Regions from separate parts of the Macaca fascicularis genome. Here region 2 is linked to region 1. The links are chromatin contacts, called in public Hi-C maps. All regions are on one chromosome and are shown on one strand. Each heading gives the region's core, a stretch centred on a gene start, on an enhancer-like site or on the middle of the called end of the contact. The rest is flanking DNA. Distances are from core to core; before and after follow the strand shown.

Region 1 (4,657 bases), core at 1,270-3,769:
GCATGCGCCACCACACCCGGCTAATTTTTTGTCCTTTTTGTAAAGATAGGGTTTCGCCATCTTGCCCAGGCTGGTCTCGAACTCCTGGGCTCAAGTGATGCTCCTGCCTCAGCTTCCCTAGTAGCTAGTACTACAGGCATGTGATACAACACCCACTAATTAAAAAAAGATTTTTGTTTGTAGAGATGTGTGTCACTATGTTGCCCAGGCTGGTCTCAAACCCTTGGGCTCAAGAGATCCTCCTACCTCAGTCTCCCAAAGCCCTTGGGATTATAGGTCTGAGCTCACACACCCAACCTCAACAGAAATATTAAACAGCAATATGGAAAATTGTTTTTTGAGCTGTCACCAGGTGGCAGCACATGATTTGTTGCCAGAAGAATGGCACCAAAAAGCCTTTGGTTAGGGGAACTGGGCTGGGGTGATCTCTCTTCTACCTTCAGAGATCCTGGGAGCTACCAATTAATCTTCCTATAACACTGCCCTGTTTAGTTTATGGTCCTGCTCAAGAATAGCACTCACAGCATAAAAAAGGACAAATTTGAATATTGGAATTTAAGCCCAACCCACATGCAGCCTCTTCTCTCTCCAATATCTCCTACCACATTTCTTTCTTTCTTTTTATATATTTTTTGGGACAGGGTCCTGCTCTGTTGTCCAGGCTGGAGTGCAGTGTCACCATCCACAGCTCACTGTATCCTTGACCTCTGGGCTCAGGTGATTTTCTGGCCTTAGCCTCCCAAGTAGCTAGGACCACAGGTACATGCCACCATTCTGGACTTTTTTTTTTTTTTTCCTGTACAGACAGGGTCACGTTATGTTGCCCAGGCTGGTCTCGAACTCCTGGCTTCAAGTGATCCAGCTTGACCTCCCAAAGTGCTGGGATTATAGAAGTGAATCACCGTGCCTGGCCATATTTCTTTCTTTCTTTCTTTTTTTTTTTTTTTGAGAGGGAGACTTGTTCTGTCGCCCAGGCTGGAGTGCAGTGGTGCGATCTCGGCTCACTGCAACTTCCGCTTCCCAGGCTCAAGCGATTCTCCTGCCTCATCCTCCCGAGTAGCTGGGACTACAGGTGCGTGCCACTACACCCAGCTAATTTTTATATTTTTAGTAGAGATGAGGTTTCACCATGTTGGCCAGGATGGTCTTGATCTTCTGACATCTTGATCCCCCTGCCTCGGCCTCCCAAAGTGGTGGGATTACAGGTGGGAGCCACTGCTCCTGGCCCTGGCCATATTTCTTAAACTTTATTGCCACCAGGAATGCATACCACCTATACTCTTCCAGGAGGATGGAAGTCTTAAGATGTCTGAAAAGGAGTCTCTAACCCCTGGGAGTGCTAATACAGTAAGTCCCATACTGCTTGCTCTTGCTGTCTTCCTGTTCCAGTCTCTTCAGGCATGAGATTATGAGCTCCTGATGTCCAGGCACATGCAAAGAGAGAATAAATATGTGCCTTGAATAGCGGGCAGAATTCTTAGTTGGGAGCAGTGGCTCACGCCTGTAATCCCTGCACTTTGGGAGGCCGACGTGGGCAGATCACTTGAGTCCAGGAGTCACAGACCTGGGCAACATGGCAAACCCCACCTCTACAAAATATACAAAAAATTAGTCGGGCATGCTGGCGTGCCCCTGTAGTCCCAGCTACCCGGGGAGGCTGAGTTGGGAGGATCACCTCAGTCCAGGAGTTTGAGGCTGTAAGTGAGCCATGATCGCGCCACTGCACTCCATCCTGGGCGACAGAGTGAGACCCTTCTTAAAAAAAAAAAAAAACCAACAGAACAAACAAAAAATCCCGACTTATTCCCCACCAGCTTTCTTTCAAAATCTGTTTTCAAGCTAGCTGAAGTGTTACCTCCAAGCCTTCACTTAACCGAATCTCATAGTCCTGATTAATTTCTTCCCTAGCATTTTGTTTAGCTCTACTGATTGCTCTTACTATTTCAAGTCGCTATTATTTATATATTTTTTCCTCCTCACTATACTGAGATCCTGCGGGACGCCGCATTCTTACCGCTTTTCCTTACTCAGCTATACCTTGACCAACCCGAAAGCCGCGCCAGTCTAGTCCATTTTCAATTGGCTTTATCAATTACCAATCATTTCTGTGTTTAACATTTTTATTGGTCCATCTTGTGTTTACTTCCCCGCCCTCTAAGAGGCTCCTGGACTTGAGTTTCCCCCAGGTGTATTCCCTCCTCCTCCGTTCCGTCTTTCCCACACACTGCTTCTTCTGTTTTTACCTCGACTTCCTTCCTATTGGTTCCCTTCGTCCTCCGGAGTTGGCGCCTACGGCTGTTGATTGGCTTTTCTGGACGCCCATTGTGCCCACCCTCATACCACGTGGCATTCCTAGCGCTAATTGGGTAATCCCACTAGCTCGTTTATCAGGAGTTGACGGTTGATTGGCTACTCTGAGGGAGGGCTTGAGGGAGGGGCGTGGTCAAGCGAGACCCCGCCCCCAGCCCCCCTGCTGGGCCCGGTAGGCGTTTCAGTCTCTCGCGGCCCGGGAGCTCAGCAGAGTTACCAGCTGCCCTCTTGGTTTCGCTGGTCGGATTGTCCTCCTGGCCCCGCCAAACAGGCGGGGGGAGCGGCCCCGACTGTGGGGCCATGGCAGTGGTCTCCTCGTTCTCCGCCGCCACTGGCCCAGCTGAGTCGCCGGCTTCTGCGCTAGGGGCTCCCACCGCCTCCGCAGGCTAAGGAGCCGCTGCCACCAACGAGCTGTGAGGGTTACTATGCTCCCTCTTTGCCGGCGTCTCCTCCTCTCGCCCGCGCACGCACCCCTCTGGCTGCTCAGTCCTGCCTCAGGTAACATGAAGAGAGGACGGGGGACACAAACCCGGGCATCCTGCCCGGCCCGCGCGCGCGGCCGCTCCACCTCCTCTGCCCCGGAGCAGAGGCGCCTGCGCCCCTCCGCACACGACGGGACCCCTCGGCTTCCCAGAGGTCCCCCTCTCAGCGGCGGCGGACGTTCCCTTCTCGGCCGCTTTCCCCTTTCCTTCTCACTTCCCTCAGGCTCCCCGCCACGTCTGCTCCCCCTTAGAACCTGGGAACCCATTAGAAGTTACCTCGCTCGCGTTAGGGATCTTTCGTTTTCTCGGAAAACTCTTGTTTCAGAGACTTCCAGCTCCCCACTGAGCGCCTCCCTGCTCGCATACCCGCTCCGGCCTCAGAGTTCTGGGTTCCTTCACTTGACTTCCCTCCGACACACTCTTCCCTTGAAAACGATCACCTCTACCCGGGAAAACACTTCCCTCCCCTCAGACCCTACTGCCTTCCCCCTCTTCTTTCCTCCCTTGTCATCATCTCCCTTCCTTTCCCCTCTCTGCTTTTTACTCTTCACTATGAAGACTGGACTAAGCCAGTGTTCAGATTTCGCTACAAGTGCAACCCAGGTTTGTGTAATTTAAAAATCTTTAAATTGTATACCTCTGAGAATAACTTGCTGAGGAATTTGGACTTTATGCTGCAGGCATGGAGAGCCGTTGAAGGTTTGGTAAGCAGGAGCTTGGTATGATTGCATTATCTCTGGTGAAAATATAGAGGAAGGATTGAAAGTGAAGACCGTGTGCAGGCGGAAAGGCCAGGTAGGCAGAAAACGAGTGTGCTCATCTAGGCGGGAGGGAATGGCACGAAATTCCAAGAGGTTTCAAAATAGAGTTGAGAGGAATAGTAGGAAGTTTCTGACATGGCTGATGGTGTGAATCGGTAGTGTTAATTGAAATAGGGAACATAGTCTCCGGTCATACCACCCTCAACGCGCCTGATCTCGTCTGAAATAGGGAGCATAAAGAAGCAATTTTGAGGGAAGGTAATGAATTTGGTTTTGAACAAGTTAACTTTCAGGATTTTTTTTTTTTTTTTTTCTGACGAAGTCTCGTTCTGTCACCCAGGCTGGACTGCAGTGGCGCGATCTCAGCCCACTACAACCTCCTCCTCCCAGGTTCACGCGATTCTCCTGCCTCAGACTACCGAGTAGCTGGGATTACAGGCATGCGCCACCACACCCGACTAATTTTTGTATTTTTAGCAGAGACGGGATTTCCCCACTTTGGCTAGGCTGGTCTCGAAAGTCTGACCTCAGGTGATCCGCCCACCTGGGCCTCCCACAGTGCTGGGATTACAGACGTGAGCCACTGCTCCCAGCCGAGTTTGAGGTGTTTTTATTTCACTGTGGGTAGCTGGAAATTTGGGTCTGAAAATTGGGAGAAAGCTTGGAGCTGGATACATAAATTTTGAGGGTCAAGAGAATATATGGGGGATATTTGTATGCCTTAGTATTTGGAATGGTAATACTGAAAGATGAGAAGAGCTGTGGACCAGAAGGAGCATCATTGTTTGAAAGGTAATAGACACTGAAAAAGAGAGATTAAAGGAATGGGACAAGAACTAGAACATAACAGCATTATAATAGGAGCCAAAGAAAGGATTTCAAGAAGGGAGGGGGATGACTATCAATGTCATGTGTTCCCGAGGTCCAGCTGAATGAGAATTAAGAAGCTTTTTTTTTTTTCTTTGGTGGCAGGGTCTCACTCTGTCGCCCAGGCTGGAGTGCAGTGGTGCAATCTCGGATCCTCAGCCTTCTGAGTAGCTGGCATCACAGGCAGGAGCCACCACACCCAGATAATTTTTTGTATTTTTTTGTAGAGACGAGGTT
Region 2 (4,657 bases), core at 1,274-3,773, 490 kb after region 1:
CCACGCCGCCAGTCCCTGCCCTGTCCCACATTACTGGGGCACCAGCAAAGCCAATCAGCGGCACACGTCCAGCCAGTCGTTGTCGGGTAAGGGTGATGGCTTGGAACACATAGCCTAGCTCAGAGGCTACCACTGCTGGATCCCGTAGGCGTTCTAGGTCCTGCTCTTCTCTTAGTGGCTCTGGGAAGCTGGGTCCTTTGCCAGGTACCATGGTCACCTCCATGCCCAGTGCCTGGAGGGGGAGAAAACATCTGGGTTCCCAAAATGGAATCCAGGAGGAAAGGTTCTGTTCAGCTCATTCCAGAAGGAAGGAAAAGGAGAATAAAACTGCCAAACTCCATCTCTTTCAACCTTAGTTTTTCCCTCGATCCAGTTAGGATAAGTGCTTATTGTAAACCTTGACTGGACTGATAGAAGGATTTTCAAGGGGTCCTTGGATTATATTCCAGGATCAGATTTGAGTAGGTACCTGGGGTACAACAAGGATGTCGGAGAAAATGATGGCAGCATCCAGAGGGAAGCGACGCAGTGGCTGTAGGAAACAGGAGACGGGTTGCTAGGTGGCAGACTGAAGGCATAAATCTTTCCCTCTTTTGTGCACCCCTCACCTGCAGAGTCAGTTCACAGCAGGCCTCAGGAGAGCGACAAGTGCTGAAAAAGTCCTGGGCAGCCCGGGTTTCCCTAAACTCTGCATACAGAGGGAAGACGGGGCTCAGCCTTGAGGCCCTCCAGAGCCCTCCCCTGCCCCTTGAAAACTTTTCGCCTTCCGGAGTTTTATCTAGATTTCCAGGGCCTCTTACCTGGTAAGTAACGGCCTGCCTGGCGCATGCACCAAACGGGAGTGTAGTCTGTTTCCTCTCCCCAGGCTGCTCGCAGGAATGTGTCATTCTTCAGCTCCGGAAAACCCTGAGGTCTGGCAATCAGGTGGGGGTAGGGGTAGGTGTCAGTATGCTAGGCTGGAGGTTGGGTAAAGTGCGGATTCATAAGGCTGATTTAGTCGAGGACCGCTATCTACCTCCTCCAGGCCAGCTCCCAAACCCTGGCTTTCCGCCCGTTCCGCCGCCTCTCTGCCTATCAGGTGGTGCACAAACTCTAGAAGGGCCCGCCCTGGGGCCTCTTCCCTCCACTTAGTCCCTACTCTCCCAAGCTCGAAGCAACTAGAGGGACTAGGGGGAGGAAATAAGGCCCAGGAAGGATAGTTTGGGGGTCTTCGGACTACGGAGTCTCAGAAACGGGAATGTCACTGGGCTGGTTCAGAGGCTGAGAGATCCCCAGGCTGGGGGATAAAGAGGGATGAGAGTTGATGGTCCCAGAATAGAGATCCTGGTTGGAAATCCTGAGGCATCCCTTGAATTAAGGCCCCTGGGATGAACGTCTCAAAAATCCATGGTTTTAGGATTCAGGATCCCAGCTAACAGAGTCCAGGTTGAGAGATCTCCAAGGTGGGGAAAGGGGAGTACAGGGATAGAGTCCTGAGTTGGAAGACTCAGAAGCTCAACTAGCCACACCGCGTGCTCTGGAGAACTCACCCCAACCCGTTCGCTTCCATGGTCAGCTGTCTGTAACTGCGAGCTCAATTCGCAACTTAACCTGAATGTGAGCCTGCCCCCACCCCGTCCAGGCTCCGCCCCTTTCTGTAGGGAATCAAGGGCGTCGCCATGTTGAAGATCACATGATCAGACTCCCGCGACAGCTCCAGGGCTGCCCTGGCTGCTGCCCGTAGGACCCCTACCTTTTTTCACCGTAAAGTCCGCTGTAGCGACGCAACAACAAACGCTGAAAAGAGAACTCCGCTGTAACTGTATGTTACGGTGACATGAGGAATTTGTTCTCATCTGACGGTCTGGGTATCCGGAGGCTTGGCTCAAGTCCCACTCATGATTCTAATAGTCTTATTCAGCCAGGCATACTGAGGATGATGGAACCAGGCTGCTCAGGAAACTGAAATCGTCATATACTTACATTACCTACTAAGAGCCTGGACCTACAGTAGGTGTAGAGGTTAGCTCTGCTCAAGACAGCCCCGGTCTTTAAGAAGCTATAAGACTGGGAAAACAGAAATCAGTAATCACATTAAAATGAATAACGATTACCAGTGTCCTTGGGATTAGGAGTGACAAACAGAACCCGAATGACTCAAGACTCCTGTCAGTGGCAGGGGAAGGAGCCATTGTCTCAAACATTTTAGTCACACCACCTATAGGATAGGGAGTCCAGCAAATTCGTTGGGAGTGGGAGGAAAAAGAGCAGGCCGAAGAACCAGAAAAATGTTGGCAATGATCCAGGCCAGATAGAACGGTTATTGAATGAGGGTAGTAGCAGTAGAGATAAAATGGTAGTAGCAAGGAAATGGAGAGAAGGAGATTGATCAGGTAGAAATCACCAATCTTGGGTTTGGTCGGCTGGGTTAGGGTGGCACAGAGGTAGGTAATATGATTGAGTGTAGGAGTACACAGTGCAATACGGTGAGCGCTGGGTGCGCTTAGTCCAGAACATACGGCGAAGGCTGGCCAAAGGCGGGGCAGGGCGTGGTGGGAAGCTCCGTCCGCGGTCGCGCCAGCTGTTCACCGGGTAGGATCGCCCTTAGGCGCTCACCTCCGCCACTTAGCCATGGCGGGTCCTGGCCCGGGCGCGGTGCTGGAGTCCCCGCGGCAGCTGCTGGGCCGCGTGCGCTTCTTGGCGGAGGCAGCGCGGAGCCTCCGCGCTGGGCGGCCGCTGCCGGCAGCGCTGGCTTTCGTGCCGCAAGAGGTGCTCTACAAGCTTTACAAGGACCCGGCAGGACCGTCGCGCGTGCTCCTGCCCGTGTGGGAGGCAGAGGGCCTGGGGTTGCGTGTGGGCGCCGCAGGCCCAGCCCCCGGAACCGGCTCCGGGCCCCTCCGCGCCGCCCGCGACAGCATCGAGCTCCGGCGCGGCGCCTGCGTGCGCACCACGGGCGAGGAGCTGTGCAACGGCCACGGGCTCTGGGTGAAGCTGACAAAGGTGAGCTCTTCCCCACCCAGGACCAGGTAAAAGACCCCCGGGGCCAGAGAAACCTCTGGCTGTTTCCCTTTCCTCCCCTGTATTGAGTTGGCATTGCGTTCGGTGCCCTTTGCCCTGGGCTGGGTAGGACAGGCGGCTGGGCAGTTCCCTGACGGCTGTCCCCATCCGGCGCGTCCCGGCAGGAGCAGCTGGCAGAGCACCTGGGCGACTGCGGGCTGCAGGAAGGCTGGCTGCTGGTGTGCCGCCCGGCGGAGGGCGGAGCCCGCCTGGTACCCATCGACACTCCCAACCACCTCCAGCGGCAGCAGCAGCTCTTTGGCGTGGATTATCGGCCGGTGCTCAGGTCCTGCACTTGAAGGAGCGGGGCTTGCTGTCCGAAGGCCAGGCCAGGACGGCTTGGGAACACTTCAGCCGCACCCTGGGGTGGGTGGGATACTGGAGTGGAGGCAGGGTTAAGAACAGGAAGGGGCGGGACATGAAGGGGGCTCGGGTGGGGCGTCTGGAGACCGGGAGATAGAGCCCAGGAGAAGGCTACACGGCATGGAGGTAGTGTCCTGCTGCCCGCTGATGTCTCCCTTTCCCACTCCCTACTCTGTGCCCACAGGTGGGAACAGGTGGTGGACCTGACATACTCACATCGCCTGGGATCGAGACCTCAGCCAGCAGAGGCATACGCAGAAGCTGTACAAAGGCTACTGTGAGTGAGCTGGAATGGGGTGGGGAGGAAGGAGCTCTGCGTCTGGGCCCAGTCTAATTAGGGGCTTGGGGTTGCTTAGCTATGTACCCCCGACATGGACCTACGAGTGCGACGAGGACCTGATCCACTTCTTGTATGACCACCTGGGCAAGGAGGATGAGAACCTGGGTAGCGTGAAGCAGTATGTGGAGAGCATAGACGTTTCCTCCTACACGGTGGGTGCTGGGGCTCCTCCCACCCCAGGCAAGATATAGTCACACCCCTCAAGGCTAGATCCAGAAAGAACCCCCACCTCCAGGCCAGGACCAAAACAGGGTCCCCACGGGCCACACTCACTTCAGCTCCCTATCTTGGAAGTCTGTAGGAACCCCTACATACCCAGCGGCCCCCTATCCCATACCAGTTGCCTGTTAGCCCAGCTTCACTCTGCTTTCTCTCTGGTCCTCCTGGTCCAGAGCACAAGCCCAGCTCAGCGAGGGAGGGTAACTACTGACTCCACCTCTCTGCCCCTCCCCAGGAGGAGTTCAATGTATCCTGCCTGACAGACAGCAATGCCGATACCTACTGGGAGAGCGATGGGTCCCAGTGCCAGCACTGGGTACGGCTTACCATGAAGAAGGGCACCATTGTCAAGTAAGTAGGCTCTGGGCAGGACAGGATGGGTGAGCCACATTCCTGTGGGTTCACAAAGACTCATGTTCACACTCTGACCTTTCAGGAAGCTGCTACTTACAGTAGATACCACAGATGACAACTTTATGCCAAAGCGGGTGGTGGTCTATGGGGGCGAAGGGGACAACCTGAAGAAGCTGAGTGACGTGAGCATTGACGAGTGAGCACACTGGCCTGGGGAGGGAAGTAGGGTGTGTTCCAAGCCTAGCCCAGCTTGGAAGCCTAAGTTTGAGTGAGACTCCAGCAGTCTCTGAAGGCCTGAGGCAGGAGGTATCCGAAGTGCCTCACACTCGTCTCCTCAGGACCCTG

Evidence for each region. Hi-C and Micro-C count contacts between places; a contact is called where the count stands out from the background.
Region 2: a contact with region 1 is called in a Hi-C map of liver, with 4 times the contacts expected there. The contact joins the promoter of HECTD3 here to the promoter of TESK2 in region 1. A contact is called at or near these places in 2 of 2 Hi-C or Micro-C datasets (liver and skeletal muscle).

What each region holds. Positions count from the first base shown.
Region 1 is chr1:189,227,812-189,232,468 of T2T-MFA8v1.1, forward strand. It overlaps TESK2 (testis associated actin remodelling kinase 2), which reads left to right and starts at 2,520. Exons shown (of 10, transcript XM_065523383.2): 1 at 2,520-2,808.
Region 2 is chr1:189,722,119-189,726,775 of T2T-MFA8v1.1, forward strand. HECTD3 (HECT domain E3 ubiquitin protein ligase 3) reads left to right here and starts at 2,524. Exons shown (of 20, transcript XM_074008557.1): 1 at 2,524-2,979; 2 at 3,162-3,402; 3 at 3,584-3,676; 4 at 4,194-4,309; 5 at 4,395-4,508; 6 at 4,651-4,657. The coding sequence starts at 4,287. It overlaps UROD (uroporphyrinogen decarboxylase), which reads right to left and starts at 3,416. Exons shown (of 10, transcript XM_074008561.1): 1 at 1,733-3,416; 2 at 801-956; 3 at 609-688; 4 at 470-532; 5 at 35-251. The coding sequence starts at 510.